Linked DNA regions of Mus musculus: regions 1, 2, 3 and 5 are each linked to region 4. Evidence: chromatin contacts called from public HiCAR-type and promoter capture Hi-C data. All regions are on one chromosome and are shown on one strand. The core of a region is the stretch at or near the end of the contact, and the rest is flanking DNA. Distances in the headings are between cores, read along the strand shown.

Region 1 (2,700 bases), core at 74-2,573, 2.5 Mb before region 4:
TGTGTGAGAATGTAAATAACATCAAACAACCCTTTTGTTTAAAGTACATTTACCCTGAAATATGTCTGAAATTTGATCTCATTCCTATAAAGCCAGTTTATGACACGGTGTGAGGGACTACTGTATATGGCTTAAAAATTGTTGCATTAAAAAATTGTTAAATTTATGCTTGTTTGAAATTTTCAAAGAATACCTTTACTAAGAAAAAGAAAACTGGGTTTCTCTGTATTCAAGATATAGTCCCTGTGATGGTTTGTATATCCTTGGAACAGGGAGTGGCACCATCTGAAGGTGTGGCCTTGTTGGAATAGGTGTGACCTGGTTGGAATGGGTGTGTCATTGTGGGTGTGGGTATAAGATCCTCACCCTAGTTGCCTGGAAGTCAGTCTTCCACTAGCAGCCTTTGGATGAAGATGTAGAACTCTCAGCTCTGCCTGAGCCATGACAGCCTGGATGCTGCCATGCTCCCACCTTGATAATAATGGACTGAACCTCTGAACCTGTAAGCTAGCCCCAATTAAATGTTTTTTTATAAGACTTGCCTTGGTCATGGTGTCTGTTCACAGCAGTAAAACCCTGACTAATACAGTCCCCATCCTGTTTTGGAAATGTCACTCAGCCACAAAATAAAGCTTGACTTTAAAACCAAATAGCCAAAGAGATGCAGATCACAAACTTGTTATTTATTGTAACCCTTGGGGCTAGAGTGTTGGCTCAGTGAGTTCAGAGCACTGACTGCTCTTCCAGAGGTCCTGAGTTCAATTCCCAGCAACCACATGGTGCGCACAACCATCTGTAATGGGATTCAGTGTCCTCTTCTGGTGTATCTGAAGACAGATACAGTGTACTTACATACATGAAAATAAATAAATAAATTAATTAAAAAAAAGAGTAATTCTGGACCATAGGATATTAATTATATTATTTGTTCTGCTTTTCCTACTGAATATTTCAGACTGCTTAGTCGCTGTCTTAAGTGCAATTAAGTAAGTATACAGTTGTGAGTTTTCGGAGATCTGGAAACCAAAAATGTCATGTGTACCAGGGATACACCAGAAACAAAACACTGTGTTAAGGTTGCTTTGACAATACTGTTATCAACCAGATTATTTGGTGGTTACATGCTTGGTTGTTCTTGACTGTGTGTGGTGCCCGCAACCTGTAGGCGTCGCACCAGCCACTCTGGTGGGTTGGTGTGTAGAGGACCTTGTCTCCTGACAGTCTTCTGCCCAAGAGACACCCTCCCCACCCCAGGCGGGTGCAACAACCGGCAAGCGGTTGATAAAGTGTAACAGCCTTCCCCACTCTGGCCGTGACGTCACGACCTTTGCTGGTGGTTGTATCCGGTTGCTGTCGGTTGCCCTGGAGACGCATACACAGAGGAACGGATCCCACTACCAGCTCAACGGTGGCGGAGGTCCTGGTAGCTGCCCACCACTTGGACCTGGAGAAGCAGGTGCGGCGCCATGAGCCAGCGGCAGGTGCTGCAAGGTATGGCAAAGGCTGGCGGGCACTCGGGAGGGTTGGCGTCTCGGGCCACAGGGCACCTCTACCGGGTCTGTCTCCTCAGTGTTCGAGCAGTACCAGAAAGCCCGGACGCAATTCGTGCAGATGGTGGCAGAGCTGGCGACAAGACCCCAAAACATCGAAACGCTGCAGAATGCAGGTAAGACTGCACCCCACGCTTGTCTGCCTGTCTCACCTGCCACCCTATCCTATTCTCCTATCCCTCAGGCCCTGGCCTCTTCCATCCCCTGACTCCCATCAGCTGTACCTGTAACCCTTAGCTGCTGTCCTCTTGGGTTTCTTACCTGCAGAGGTATTGTTCGTTTGCTTTGTTTTGTTTTGTTTTGTTTTGTTTTGTTTTGTTTTGTTGTTTGTGTGTGTGTGCCTGGTGAGTCAAAGGAGACGCCTCCAAGTTCCTCCTGTACAATCTCCAGTCCCCTTAGCGGAGGTGGGGTGGGGGTGGGGGTGGGGGTGGCGGTGGCGCTGGCAGGTTGTCAGGTTCATTCAAAGCAGTATGAATTTCCTGGAAGTTGTTTAGCATAGATCTTATTCTGAGAGAGAGAGAGAGAGAGAGAGAGAGAGAGAGAGAGAGAGAGAGAGAGAGAGAGAGAGAGAGAGAGAGAGGAGAGAGAGAGAGAGATCCCTGTCCCTGCCAGGTATGTCAGTAAGAAGAGGAGGAGGGAGGAGGGAGGAAGGAGAGTTTCATTTGCCCAGATCAAGCATGAGCTACTAACTGAACTCTGAGATTGCTATCACTATTTTGTCTTGAGAAACCTTTAGTTTATTGGATATCTCTCTCTCTTTCTTTCTTTCTTTCTTTCTTTCTTTCTTTCTTTCTTTCTTTCTTTCTTTCTTTCTTTCTTTCTTTCTTTCCTTCCTTCCTGGAGACAGTGTTTCTCTGTGTAGCCTTGACTGTCCTGGAATTCACTGTGTAGACCAGGCTGACCTGGAACTCAGACATCCTCCTGCCTCTGCCTCCTGTGACAGCTAGGATCAAAGGTGTGCACCACTACCACCAGGCATATTATAGGATATCTTTAAAACTAACTTAAATACCCTGTACCTTTTTGGTCCTTTGTTTTGTCCTTTGGATTTTGGTGTTTATTCTCGGATATTTTCTTTATTTTTAAAATTTTTTATTCTTTTCTCAAATATTTATATCCTGACCAAAGTTCCCTCTCCCTCTATTCCTTC
Region 2 (2,700 bases), core at 90-2,589, 2.6 Mb before region 4:
TAGCCAAAATTTTTATATATGATCACTTAAATAAGACTCCTTAACATAAACCTACATGATATACCAAGTCTTTTCTGCCAAGGCTCTGACACTATAGTTTGTCCTATTCTGGAGTTAGGTAAGCAAAGGGCTATTTAGGTGTGGATTGCAAAGAGAGAATAGCAAGACAACCTGCCCATTCTTTGCCACACCTCACTAATCAGTGTCCCTTGGAAAGCACTGTAAATATGGAGGTTTCTTTTTGTATTATGTAGTAGTGGATTTAACTTGAGGAGCCCCAAAAGGGGTCAGCAAAGCATGGGAAATCTAAGAATTTAACACTTCAGTGACTTTTAATCACCTACAGATCCAGGAAAATAAGCCTGTCTCTTAACTCCTTCTTTGTATCTAGTATGCTGCAGCTCTGTCTACCAACATTGCTATAAAATAGGAGTTAAAGTTAAACAAACAAATAAACAGTTATTTTGTGTGTGGATATGTATGGGCACGCACATGCTGCCGGTCACAGGTCAGAAGACAAATTGTGGGATTCAGCTCTCTCTTTTTACAACGTGAGTTCCCGGGGTCGGAACCTTGGTTGTAAGAGCGCTGAGCCATCTCATCATCCTAGTTTAAAAAGCCAGAATAAATCGCAGTGCATAACAATTCAGACTAGCGACAAGGGACCTTGGCGAACGGTGAAAATTCCCCCCTTTCTCTGGCTATCAAATCCAAGTCGTCCTGGCTTTTCACAGTCCTGTTCCCAAAGGCCGGGTTCCAAATAGGTTAAGAGAGGTCATCCGTTCTTCCCTATGCATAACTAGCTGGCCCTCGACTCTAGCTCATTGGTTTACCCAAGTTTTCTCCTAATCTGCAGAGATCAAGTCCGAGAACAGCCTGGGTCTCCAGACAGAGCAGGCTCCGGGAGGCAGCGAGTGGAACCTTCGGATAAGAACGCAAACCGCAGGCCTGAGCCTCTGTGGGCAGCACAACTTCCCTGAGCCGGTTTCCCTACCCTCAACTAGGGGGAAACGTCTCACCTCGGGGCCGCGGGGAGCTCGTTGGAAAAGCGACCACTGCCCACTAAACGCGGCTCCACCGCCGCCCAGAGGCCCCACGGCGAGGGCTGGATGGCGAAAAAGCCGCGCCAGGGCAGGACCCTCCCCCACGCCCCCGCCCGGGTCGGAGCGCTGCTACCATTCCGGAAATGCCTGGGGAAAGCCAGCGTCTTCCGCTTCCTCGAGCAGCCAGCATCCCACTGCTCACCCGCCGTGCCGCTGCGCCTCTCGCTCCGGCTGTGCTTTCCCCGGTGGCCACTCACGAACTCACTTCCGGCTCTGTCCGTCTGTGGCGTCCCCTCATCTGCCCTCCGATGTCGACACTAAGGTGTCTGCAAGTTCCGAGGCTGGTGAGTTCCGGGTGCCTTGCTGTCTGCTTCCTGTTGGGAGCAGCAGGGGCTCCCCAAGTCTCCATTGTGTCTCCAAAAAATCATCCGGAGAAGACATTAATGACGATTGTCAGTATGATTACGAGAACTGATGAAAATATGCAATTAATGATTAAAATAAAAATGTAAAGTTTATTTTTATTTGATATGCATTGGTGTTTTGCTTGCATATGCACATCCGTGCGGGGGTGTCAAATTCCCTGGAACTGGGGATAGTTGTGAGCTGCCATATGGGTACTGGGAATTGAACCCAGGTCCTTAACCACTTAACCAGCCCAATAATTAAAATAATTTAAACATTTCAGATAGCAGGCTTTTTCAGTGTTAGCAACATCTGTGAGCGGGATGGTGGCTCTTACCAGGAATCAAGCAATCAGAAGGTTGAGACAGCGAGTTAGAGGTCATTCAGGGCTACATAGTGAATTTCATTCCAGCTTGGGACTATAGGCTATACAAGACAAAACAAAACAAAGCACCTTTTAAAATTTTGAAGACCACACTACTTGTGTTAATGTATCTGGAAGATAATATGTAATTTTTTTAGAGTATTAGAATTATGGAAGTTTTAAAATAGTTTTGATGACTTTATTAGCATACCGTTTTTTAATAGCCTGGTATGGTGGCTCACAACTTTGATCTCGGCACTTGGGAGGCAGAGAAAGGCAGATTTCAGTGAGTTCGAGGCCAGCCTCATCTGCACATTGAGTTCCAGAATAGCCAGCCAGAGCAAAATAGTGGGATCCTGTCTTAAAAAAAAAAAAAAATATATATATATATATATGTATGTATATATTCAGATTGTCTCATTATGTAGCCAAGGCCATCCTGGAACTCACTGGAACTCACTGTGGACCCAGGCTGGCCTCAAACTTATGTTTTTAAGCCATCCTTTTGTTACCAAGACTGGCTATGACAGCCCCAACTTGTCAACGAGACAAGTAAGAAACCTATAAGATGGCTCAGCAGGCAGACAGTGGCTGCCAAGCTGGCCATGTGAACACAAAAGAAATGAAAATAAAAATGTAATTAAAAGAGATAATACTAAAAAGCAGAGGAAGGAGATTTATTTAGTGTGCTCACATATGGTAGAGGAACATCTAAAGAGGCCCAGTGACTGCTCCCACACATATTTGGGGTCTGATATGAGGCTTAGGTTTAAGGAGAAAACTCTTGTCCCCTTTACCAGGCATTTAAAGTGAACTACAGATCTGCTTATTTGGGGCTCAGCCTCTCAAGGGGAGTTGAGGTCACTCTCCCTCAGGGAGACAAGCCCG
Region 3 (2,700 bases), core at 31-2,530, 2.3 Mb before region 4:
GCTCACAACCATCCGTAAGGAGATCTGACTCCCTCTTCTGAAGTGTGTGAAGTGTCTTCTGAAGTGTCTGAAGACAGCTGCAGTGTACTTAGATATAATAAATAAATAAATCTTTAAAAAAAAAAAAAGCTATTGTCTTGAGCCAGGTAACCATGTTAGCTACTTTTGTCTTTTCTCTGTGGTCATGTCCTTTTTCTGCCGTGGAAATGTACATTGGAAACTGCTTCATATTCATAAATCTGTTGACTTTATTACTACATTATCTTTAACAGTGGTCATGATAAACTGGGTCTTGTGCTGTTCTGGAAACCAGTGTTATTCTGTGGATGAAATCTGAAGGGAATCTGTCTGCACCGACTGACTGGCTGGTTAGAACTTCAGTACTGTAGAGAGGTTAGAACGCTGCAAGCCCAGAGGCTAATTAACTTACCTTGGCCTAGCTTTAGCCCAGGGGAACAGTCATTTCTTGTCCACCTCTACTTTAAAACTAACATCCCATGACTAACAGATTAAACTAACCTTTGGAATCTATTGACTGACTTAGATGACTTCTAGCAACCACAAAGCTAAGAATGTCACGAGATAGTATCTCAAGCCTATTCAAAAACCTCCATCTTGCTGGTAACCGCCTCTCTGATATACCTACCAATGGACTTTAAACTTGCCTTGATTTACGACTTTCTTTGTTCTGTGAAACTCTAAGACTGCTTCCGCATTGGAACATGGAATTTGAGGTTGTCTAAATCTGTGTTCCTGGGCCATGGTTACTCAAAAGGGCTGCAGAAGAAACTTTTATTCCCTTTAAGGTGAGAGCTGCGCTTCCTTATTGCTTGAACAGCGCTCCCGGCAAGCTGATTCGCTTCTTCCAAGAGCCGGCGGTGCATCTGGAATTCCGGCTTCTCAGTCATTTTCAAAGCTGGGTTTCCTTACCTAAAGTTTGCAGCGCGGTAGCCTGGGAGACTTTGGCTCTTGAAAGTGTGGTGAGTAACAGCCAGACTGTTCTTCCAGCATCCCAGGGCGTGGTCGGTAAGTAAGCTGATGAGGCGTTTCTGAGGTTCAGGTGAGCCAGGCAGGTGCACTCTGCCTTCCCCTGGGCCAATGGGCGACGCCGGTCCCCCCCAAGCCTCTTCGGCGCTCGGGCGGGACCGCGCTGCACTCTGGCGATTGGCTGTGCAGCGGGGGCGGCCTGGGCCGGCCGCTGCCGGAGAGTCCGACGACGGAGTCGGAGCGCAGGCCCGGGAAGCGAGGCCTGCGCGGGGAGGGAGCGCAGGGAGTCGCGCAACCTGGACGCGCGCGGGGCAAGGCTTGCGGGAGTGACCGCAGGCCACCATGAACAGCGAGAGCGACCATAACTTCAGGCGGGTGGCCATCCGGCGGAAGTCAGGCTCCTACCTGCCGCCCGGGATCCCCCGGCCCTGGAGCAGGCCTTCGCCGCAATTGCGGCGCCTTGACCGTGTCGCGCAACCCAGCCAGGCCGCAGGTAATGCGTGGGTGAGCGGAGCGAGGGCGTGCCGCGTGTTGGGGGGCCGGCGGGGGGCGTGCCGCGCGTGTTGGGGGCGTGACGCCTGTGTTGGGGACTGGCGGAGGGCGTGCCGCGTGTTGGGGGCTTGACGGGGTGTTAGGAGTGGAGTGGGTGTGGGTGTGTGCCTTTGGCTGTTGAGGACCTGGGGGAAAGGGCTGCCTTCTGTTGTGAAAGGGATCCTCACAGGTTAGTTACCCCGCAGGACACTATTCCTAGTTAGTTTGTTCTTTCTCCCAAAGCTTCAAGAATATGGCCAGCTTGTTCTTAAAAAACTAAAGGTGTGCCCTTAGAAAAAGCTTTATTAGGAATTGTACAACCTATTTTTCAATATACTGCTGTTTAAGATTCACCAAATTCCTCTGCTCAGTTGACCTTAGTTCCCTGGCGCTCCCTTCCCGAGGGCAAAAGTCAAACACTCAGATAATGTTTATGTTTTTGAATATTTTGAATCTTAAAAAGAAATCTCACCCTTCTTTACTTTCATTTTGTAATGATTGAGCAAGCAGCTTTGTGTTTTTATCAATATGATCAATGTCGAGACTGGTAAATATGCTGTCTATTCCTTGTCCCGAAGCTATAGAAGGCACATGACAGAAAATCGTGATGGATGGTGTGTTAAGTGTGTGTTCACGTTAGATAAGTCAGGATGTGAGATGATGCATGAACTGGATCACGGAGAGTCCTCTGTAATCATTTCCTGTAGAAGTAAGAAACTGATAAAGTATTCTGGAGATCTCTTCCAGTTCTAGCTGTGATTCACCAAACTGAATGAAAATGTTATTAAGTGAAAATGGTTTGCTTTGTCATCGCATTTTGTCACCCGTTGTTTTCAGCACAGACACTGGTCTGATGCCTCTGTTATGTTACTAGATTTATTTTCAAATGCTTTGAAGAGACGATCAAAATATGAAACATCCTCTTTCAAGAGTCACAGTATAGTCTATAAATTATTTCTGCAAAGCAGCTATGCTTGTAGGAGAAAGGGTTCTGTTTGCTCTTTTATTTATTTGTGCCCTCCCCATTCCCCCACCCCCATACTGGGAGTAGAATTCAGGGCACTTGGGTAAGCAGGCTACTACTCACTATGCCCAGCTATCCTGGTTTTTTGTTTGTTTGTTTGTTTGTTTTTTGGTTTTTTTTCCATCCATTGCTGAAGTCTTCTCCTCCTAATTTTTAAA
Region 4 (2,700 bases), core at 42-2,541:
ACTTTATTCACTGAGCCATTCCTCTAAATGGATTTCAAACTTTAAAACTGCTACCCACTTTAAGAAATATCTCAGAAGCCTGATATGGTGATGTACTCCTGTCATTGCAGCACTTGGGAGGCTAAAGAAAGGAGGGCTAATTCAAAGCCACCCTGTGCACTTCAGAAAAAAAACAAAACAAAGCTAATCTTAGGAAGAACATACATCTATCTCCCTGAGGCAAATTTAAAAACAAAACCAAGTTGTGGCAGTATAGGGGCGTTCATCACTTTGAGAATGAGGCAAAAAGAGTGTTTGTTGTTAGTTCAATGTCAGCCTGAGCTACAGAGTGAATGCCCAGATAGCGTGGACTACAAGATGAGACAAAAACAAACAAACACCCAATGATTTCTTTTAAAGTCTATATTTTCTATTTCTTACAGTTTACTTCCTCGAAAATATGCTCACTAGCATCCACTCATAGACTTCCACTATTGGGCTGTCCAGAATTTTAAGGGTCCAGTGTCTTAGACTCCCTGGAGAGTCAACTGCCATTATACTGCCTCACATTTTGAATGTATTATTCCCATGTTTGTTCTTCTTAATCTTTTATCAGCTGTTTCCACAAACAACTCGAGGATTCCAAATGTACTCGGTGTTAACGGTAGTGTAGAGAGCAAGCTTTGAAGAGATGCTGGCCTGGGTTTAGGTTATCACCTGCTCCACCATTTGCCAGTGATCTTCCTTTAGACACTCAACTTCCTCCTCTGTATAACGGGCATCATTGACCTGAGGCGTGTAAAGACTTCCTAGTGTTCACTTTCGAGTGGGTGCCGTGTAAGATGATTTTTAAGGTGGCACTTCTCAGACTAACAGCATCCATCCACAGCATTCTGGAAGTTGACAGAAAAACCAACTCTTGGTCCGTGCCTCAGAAAGACCCAAGGGTGGGTCAGAGCAGTCTGTTCTAACCAGTCTTCCAGGTAATTCTGACGCTGGGTTGTGTCTGGGACTCGGACTGAGCACAAAGCCTGCCAAGGTGCGGGGAGGGGAGGTGAACAATCAGCACCTTGACCTGTAGGACTTGGGCGGCGACAAAAGGCAAAGCAGTTGGGTACAGATTTGGCTCTGGCTCCAAGCTTTTCTGCAGTGTAGCCCGCCTCACACGGTCGCTGATTGGTGGAGTCTCATGTGGCGGCTCGCCAATCACCGGAGCGCAGGCACAGACGCGGTCTAGCAGAGCCATACTCCTATTGGTTGGAGGCCGCGCCGAGAGCCGTGCGTACGCACTGGAGAGGCGTGGCACCAGCAGCCGTTGAAAAATGGCGACTGTTACGGAACTGAAAGCTGGTGAGTGCATTGAGGGGATGCTCGGTTGCGGGAAGCGTCGAACCTTCCGTATATGATAGGGATGGGACAGAAGGAGAGCGCGCGGGACATCGGCTCATCTTTTTCCAGGGTCGTTCTAGGGTGGCAGGGCCCACCAGGGGCGGCCTTTGCGCATGCGCTATGTTAGGGCCAGCCTTTGAGCTGGAGGAAGGGACTGGTATCTGTTGTCCCCTCAGGACCTCTGGGTATCTCTTAGAACCCTACTGAGCAGACAGCGCCCAAAGGCCTGCGTTCCGAGCTGACCACGACAACACCACAGCCACGATTTGGTGACAGACACACTTCCCAATGATTTGCACGGCTAGCCCATCCGGACGACAACGTATGGCTAGGTCCTCCTTGTCCTTTGGCAGAAACCTGAGACAGAGTTGTCCATCCTGGCGGCTCTTCAGGATTTTTCGGAAGAGGTTTTCCAAAATGGTTGGTTGTGTGCAGGGTGCATGCAGGTTCCATCCCCAGGACTACAAAACAAGGAGTAGACATCAATAACGCGTGTATACTGTTAACTCTGAATAGTAATTAGAGTTAACGTTTGAGTTGTAATTGGAGTTAAGGTTCAGTATGTGATTCTATCAGACCCTTAACAACTCATCCAACTTGATTCTGTGTAGCAACGCTATGTCCATTTCATACATGAGAGTTGGAATATTTCATCCACGATAATTTAGATAGAAATCGACTCGTGTGGAAACCCCATAAGGTGCACTGGCTTAATCATGCCATTCTGCTTCCCGTAGAATAAACCTAGTTCTGAGTGTCAAGGAATTCAGAGACTAAGCCAACGGTAATGGAAATCTGGAGAGAACCAAATGGAATAGTTTGGAGACTAAGATGTAGTAACTATTGACTGCATATGTATTGGGGACACTGCTGGTGAGCATTCCAAAAGCAGACATACCTCAGTCCCCAGGAGGGACTTCACATGAGTCAATGAGCTGTTCTGGGGATGGGAGTATACATAGTACATGTATATTGTATAAACTTTTCATAGGATTTCAAGATAAAGTCTATGGAAAAGAAGTTGGGTTAAGACCAATTCCTGAAGGCATTTTTATAATAATAGCATTGTAAGCATAAGACTACAAGTAGCAAAATGATAAAAGAGCCCAGAGGTTATCCCTACAAATTGAGGGGGACCTCCTTATATATGTTCTTCTGCGTTCTCTGGTTCTTGGTATGCTTTGTGTCTGAGAGAAAAGTAATAAAAACTTGTTCCTAATCAGTGATCTTACATTTTCTGGGCTTTTACTGGTCTAAAACCTCTTCCATTTCACCTAGCTCTTTCTCTGAGAAGTAGAGTTCATTACCTCGGAGAAGGCAGCTGAGGCATGG
Region 5 (2,824 bases), core at 93-2,592, 2.0 Mb before region 4:
AAGGGAAGGTCACAACATTTGCCAAGATGTCCAAAAATCACTTCTGGATCTTCAGAGTCTTTCATTTATGTGTTTTTCAAAACTTATTAACCAGCCACCATCTGTGTTCTGAACAGTAAAGCCTGTCTCCTATGGCATATGTTGCAGGTGAATGGTAAGTAACCCCTCCAGTTATACAATCCACAACTTTGTGACTATGAGTGCTCATGGCTATCATGAATAGATAGCAACAAGTTTTGCTTGGCTTTTCACTCCTCTCAGGCTGGGGAGTTTGTGGCTCTGAGTTACTGTTTTATTTATGTTTAACAGTCTTAAAATCCAGTATATTGTGATTATTTTGGTACCCTCATTACCCTCTGATATTCCCCCTTCCTTTCTAGGACTCCTTCTTCCCACCTATTAGTCCTAGTGGGTATACTAATAGAAAAAGCTAATCCCCAACTCCAGCAAACATTCACAGTTACTGCTCCTTTAGAAAGAATGGAGCTTCATGGGCACCTCCTGTTTCTATGATAGATAGCTGGAGGGCCCAATCTTGTGCAGGTATATAGTGCTATGTATTCAGGCTACAACTACAGCTTTGTAAGTAGATGACAGCTGCTCAATCCTTGGTTTCTTATATTCTTTCTGCCTTCATTTCTGCATTGTACCTTAAGTCGTAGTTGGTGTGTGTGATACGAATGTCTAGTTCTAAGGGCTTATCATTCACTCTCAGAACTTTGACCAGATAAACTCTCTTGGTGGGTAGGCTGGAGCGGTAGAAATGTCTGGAGACATTCTTTTAAGTTTTCCTATAGTTTCCTTGATTGCTCTTCATAAAGTAGTACTTCTCATAAGGAAATGACATTGGTTAATTAATAGACTCTATCCCTATTTTGGAAGGGGGGGGGGGTTCGAGACAGGGTTTCTCTGTGTAGCCCTGGCTGTCCTGGAACTCATTCTGTAGACCAGGCTAGCCTCGAACTCAGAAATTCGCCTGCCTCTGCCTCCCAAGTGCTGGGATAAAGGCATGCGCCATCACTGCCCGGCGACTCTATCCCTTCTTATAAACACAGGATTTCACTATGTAGTACAGACCTTGTTAACCTTTTGTCTAAGTCTTCCATGGTTGTCCATAAAATTGGTGTGTCCCAACTCCTGGAGGCATACTCATACATAACACTCTAACAATCATTATTCATCTAGCTGTTAGCTAGCATTTTGACTATAGTAGACTCAGATTCACGGTCTCAGCTTCCTTACCCGCCCAGTTCAGGTCGATACCTGAAACCTTCTAGAATAGGCCTTCGCGTTCCACTCAGCCTGAACTACATCTCCCGGCAGCCTTTGCGCGCCCACCTCTGTCGTGGCGCGTGGCCTGCCGGGAGCGGGCTGGGTGCTGGCCCGGCCCAATGGGTGCGGGCTCCCGAGGAAAGGGCGGAGGAGAAGAGGAAGCAAGCGGGCTGTGGGTCGAGTCCCCATTCATTGCAGTGGCCTGCTGGGTTGGGGGTCCAGTGTTTCGGGGGTCATGGAGGCGCTGATCCCGGTCATCAATAAGCTGCAGGACGTCTTCAACACAGTGGGTGCGGACATCATCCAGCTGCCTCAGATCGTCGTAGTGGGAACGCAGGTAAGATGAGGCCGCGATTGCGAGGCCTGGCTCGGCCGCAGGCCTGCAGGTGTCGCCAGGAGGAGGCCGGCAGCTCGGCGCTCCGCTCTGCTCCCGGGCGCTCAGCGGGACTGAGTGGCCCTGCAGCCTACAGCCCGGCGCGGCTTGGCCCAAGGGCACTCGGGGGACGCGCGGGCGGGCGTGTGGGCGGCTGTCGCTTCCTTCCGGCCGCTGAGGACGCGACGGACTCAGGAGTTGCTGTGAGCAGACAGGCAGCAAGCTAGTGGTGAGTCGGTGGCCCACGGAGCTATTACAAAGTAAAAATAAGATTAAAAGAAAATCCCGGGTGTAGTTGGAGGCCTAAAGTTAGGAAGGAGCACCATGACTTTGGTGTTTGTAATTTTGTTACTGTGACCCAAATTTGGTATAAGGTTCTCAGGCCTTATGTGGGGTATTGGCGATAAGTCCAAATTTTGTATGAAAGAATGTTGAATAGATATCTAGAATAGCAGAGATATGTGAGTTTCATTTTTTAAAAAAATGCCTGCTTTGAACTGAAGAGGAGCAACAGAACTTTAGGGGAGGAGGGCGTTTTTTGTTGGTTTTGTTTGTTTTAATGTTTGTGAGTACGCCGTCGCTGTCTTCAGACACACCAAAAGAGGGCATCAGATCCCATTATGGATGGTTGTGAGCCACCATGCCACCATGTGGTTGCTGGGAATTGACTTCTGGAAGACCATTCAGTGCCTCTATCCTCCTGGGGAGAATTGTTTTGTTTTGTTTTTGTTTTTGTTTTTTTTTGGGGGGGGGGCGTCGAGACAGGGTTTCTCTGTATAGCCCTGGCTGTCCTGGAACTCACTTTGGCCAGGCTGGCCTCGAACTCAGAAATCCGCCTGCCTCAACCTCCCGAGTGCAGGGATTAAAGGCGTGTGCCACTACACCTGGCGAGAATTGTTTTTGAGATGAGCCCTACTCTGTACTTCAAGCTGGCTAAGAATTTACCTTGTTACCTGAATTGGCTGAAACTCATAGCACTCCCCCTGCTTCAGCTCCCTTGACTGAAAAACTACCATGCCCAGAATTTTTTTTTTTTTTAATTTTTATGATGTGAGTGTTTTCCCTGGTGCTGGTTAGAAGAAAGTATATGATCCCCGAAACTGGAGTTACAAATGATTGTGAGATGCCATGTGGGTGCTGGAAACCAGGTCCTCTAAAAGAGCAGCCTTTGCTCTTAAC

Evidence for each region. Promoter capture Hi-C pulls out the DNA fragments that hold promoters and counts their contacts. HiCAR-type assays count read pairs that join an accessible place to other places.
Region 1: a promoter capture Hi-C map of hippocampal neurons shows a contact between it and region 4, with 7 times the contacts expected there. The contact joins the promoter of Spag6l here to the promoter of Cep20 in region 4. A contact is called at or near these places in 3 of 39 promoter capture datasets (cranial neural crest, frontonasal cranial neural crest and hippocampal neurons).
Region 2: a HiCAR-type map of astrocytes shows a contact between it and region 4, with 4 times the contacts expected there. The contact joins the promoter of Top3b here to the promoter of Cep20 in region 4. A contact is called at or near these places in 3 of 39 promoter capture datasets (cranial neural crest, hippocampal neurons and pre-B cells), 2 of 115 datasets of contacts at active chromatin or transcription factors (astrocytes and large pre-B cells) and 2 of 9 other capture datasets (adipose tissue and liver).
Region 3: a HiCAR-type map of astrocytes shows a contact between it and region 4, with 4 times the contacts expected there. The contact joins the promoter of Fgd4 here to the promoter of Cep20 in region 4. A contact is called at or near these places in 3 of 39 promoter capture datasets (cranial neural crest, hippocampal neurons and pre-B cells) and 1 of 115 datasets of contacts at active chromatin or transcription factors (astrocytes).
Region 5: a promoter capture Hi-C map of hippocampal neurons shows a contact between it and region 4, with 3 times the contacts expected there. The contact joins the promoter of Dnm1l here to the promoter of Cep20 in region 4. A contact is called at or near these places in 6 of 39 promoter capture datasets (the C10 cell line, cranial neural crest, embryonic stem cells and 3 more), 1 of 115 datasets of contacts at active chromatin or transcription factors (astrocytes) and 2 of 9 other capture datasets (adipose tissue and liver).

The regions. Positions count from the first base shown.
Region 1 is chr16:16,827,986-16,830,685 of GRCm38.p6, reverse strand. It overlaps Spag6l (sperm associated antigen 6-like), which reads left to right and starts at 1,323. Exons shown (of 11, transcript NM_015773.2): 1 at 1,323-1,491; 2 at 1,571-1,666. The coding sequence starts at 1,467.
Region 2 is chr16:16,869,375-16,872,074 of GRCm38.p6, reverse strand. Top3b (topoisomerase (DNA) III beta) reads right to left here and starts at 1,339. Exons shown (of 18, transcript NM_011624.3): 1 at 1,020-1,339.
Region 3 is chr16:16,598,558-16,601,257 of GRCm38.p6, reverse strand. Fgd4 (FYVE, RhoGEF and PH domain containing 4) reads left to right here and starts at 1,280. Exons shown (of 17, transcript NM_001301817.1): 1 at 1,280-1,480. The coding sequence starts at 1,330.
Region 4 is chr16:14,315,923-14,318,622 of GRCm38.p6, reverse strand. It overlaps Cep20 (centrosomal protein 20), which reads left to right and starts at 1,291. Exons shown (of 5, transcript NM_025345.2): 1 at 1,291-1,329. The coding sequence starts at 1,302.
Region 5 is chr16:16,357,549-16,360,372 of GRCm38.p6, reverse strand. It overlaps Dnm1l (dynamin 1-like), which reads left to right and starts at 1,342. Exons shown (of 21, transcript NM_001360008.1): 1 at 1,342-1,609. The coding sequence starts at 1,508.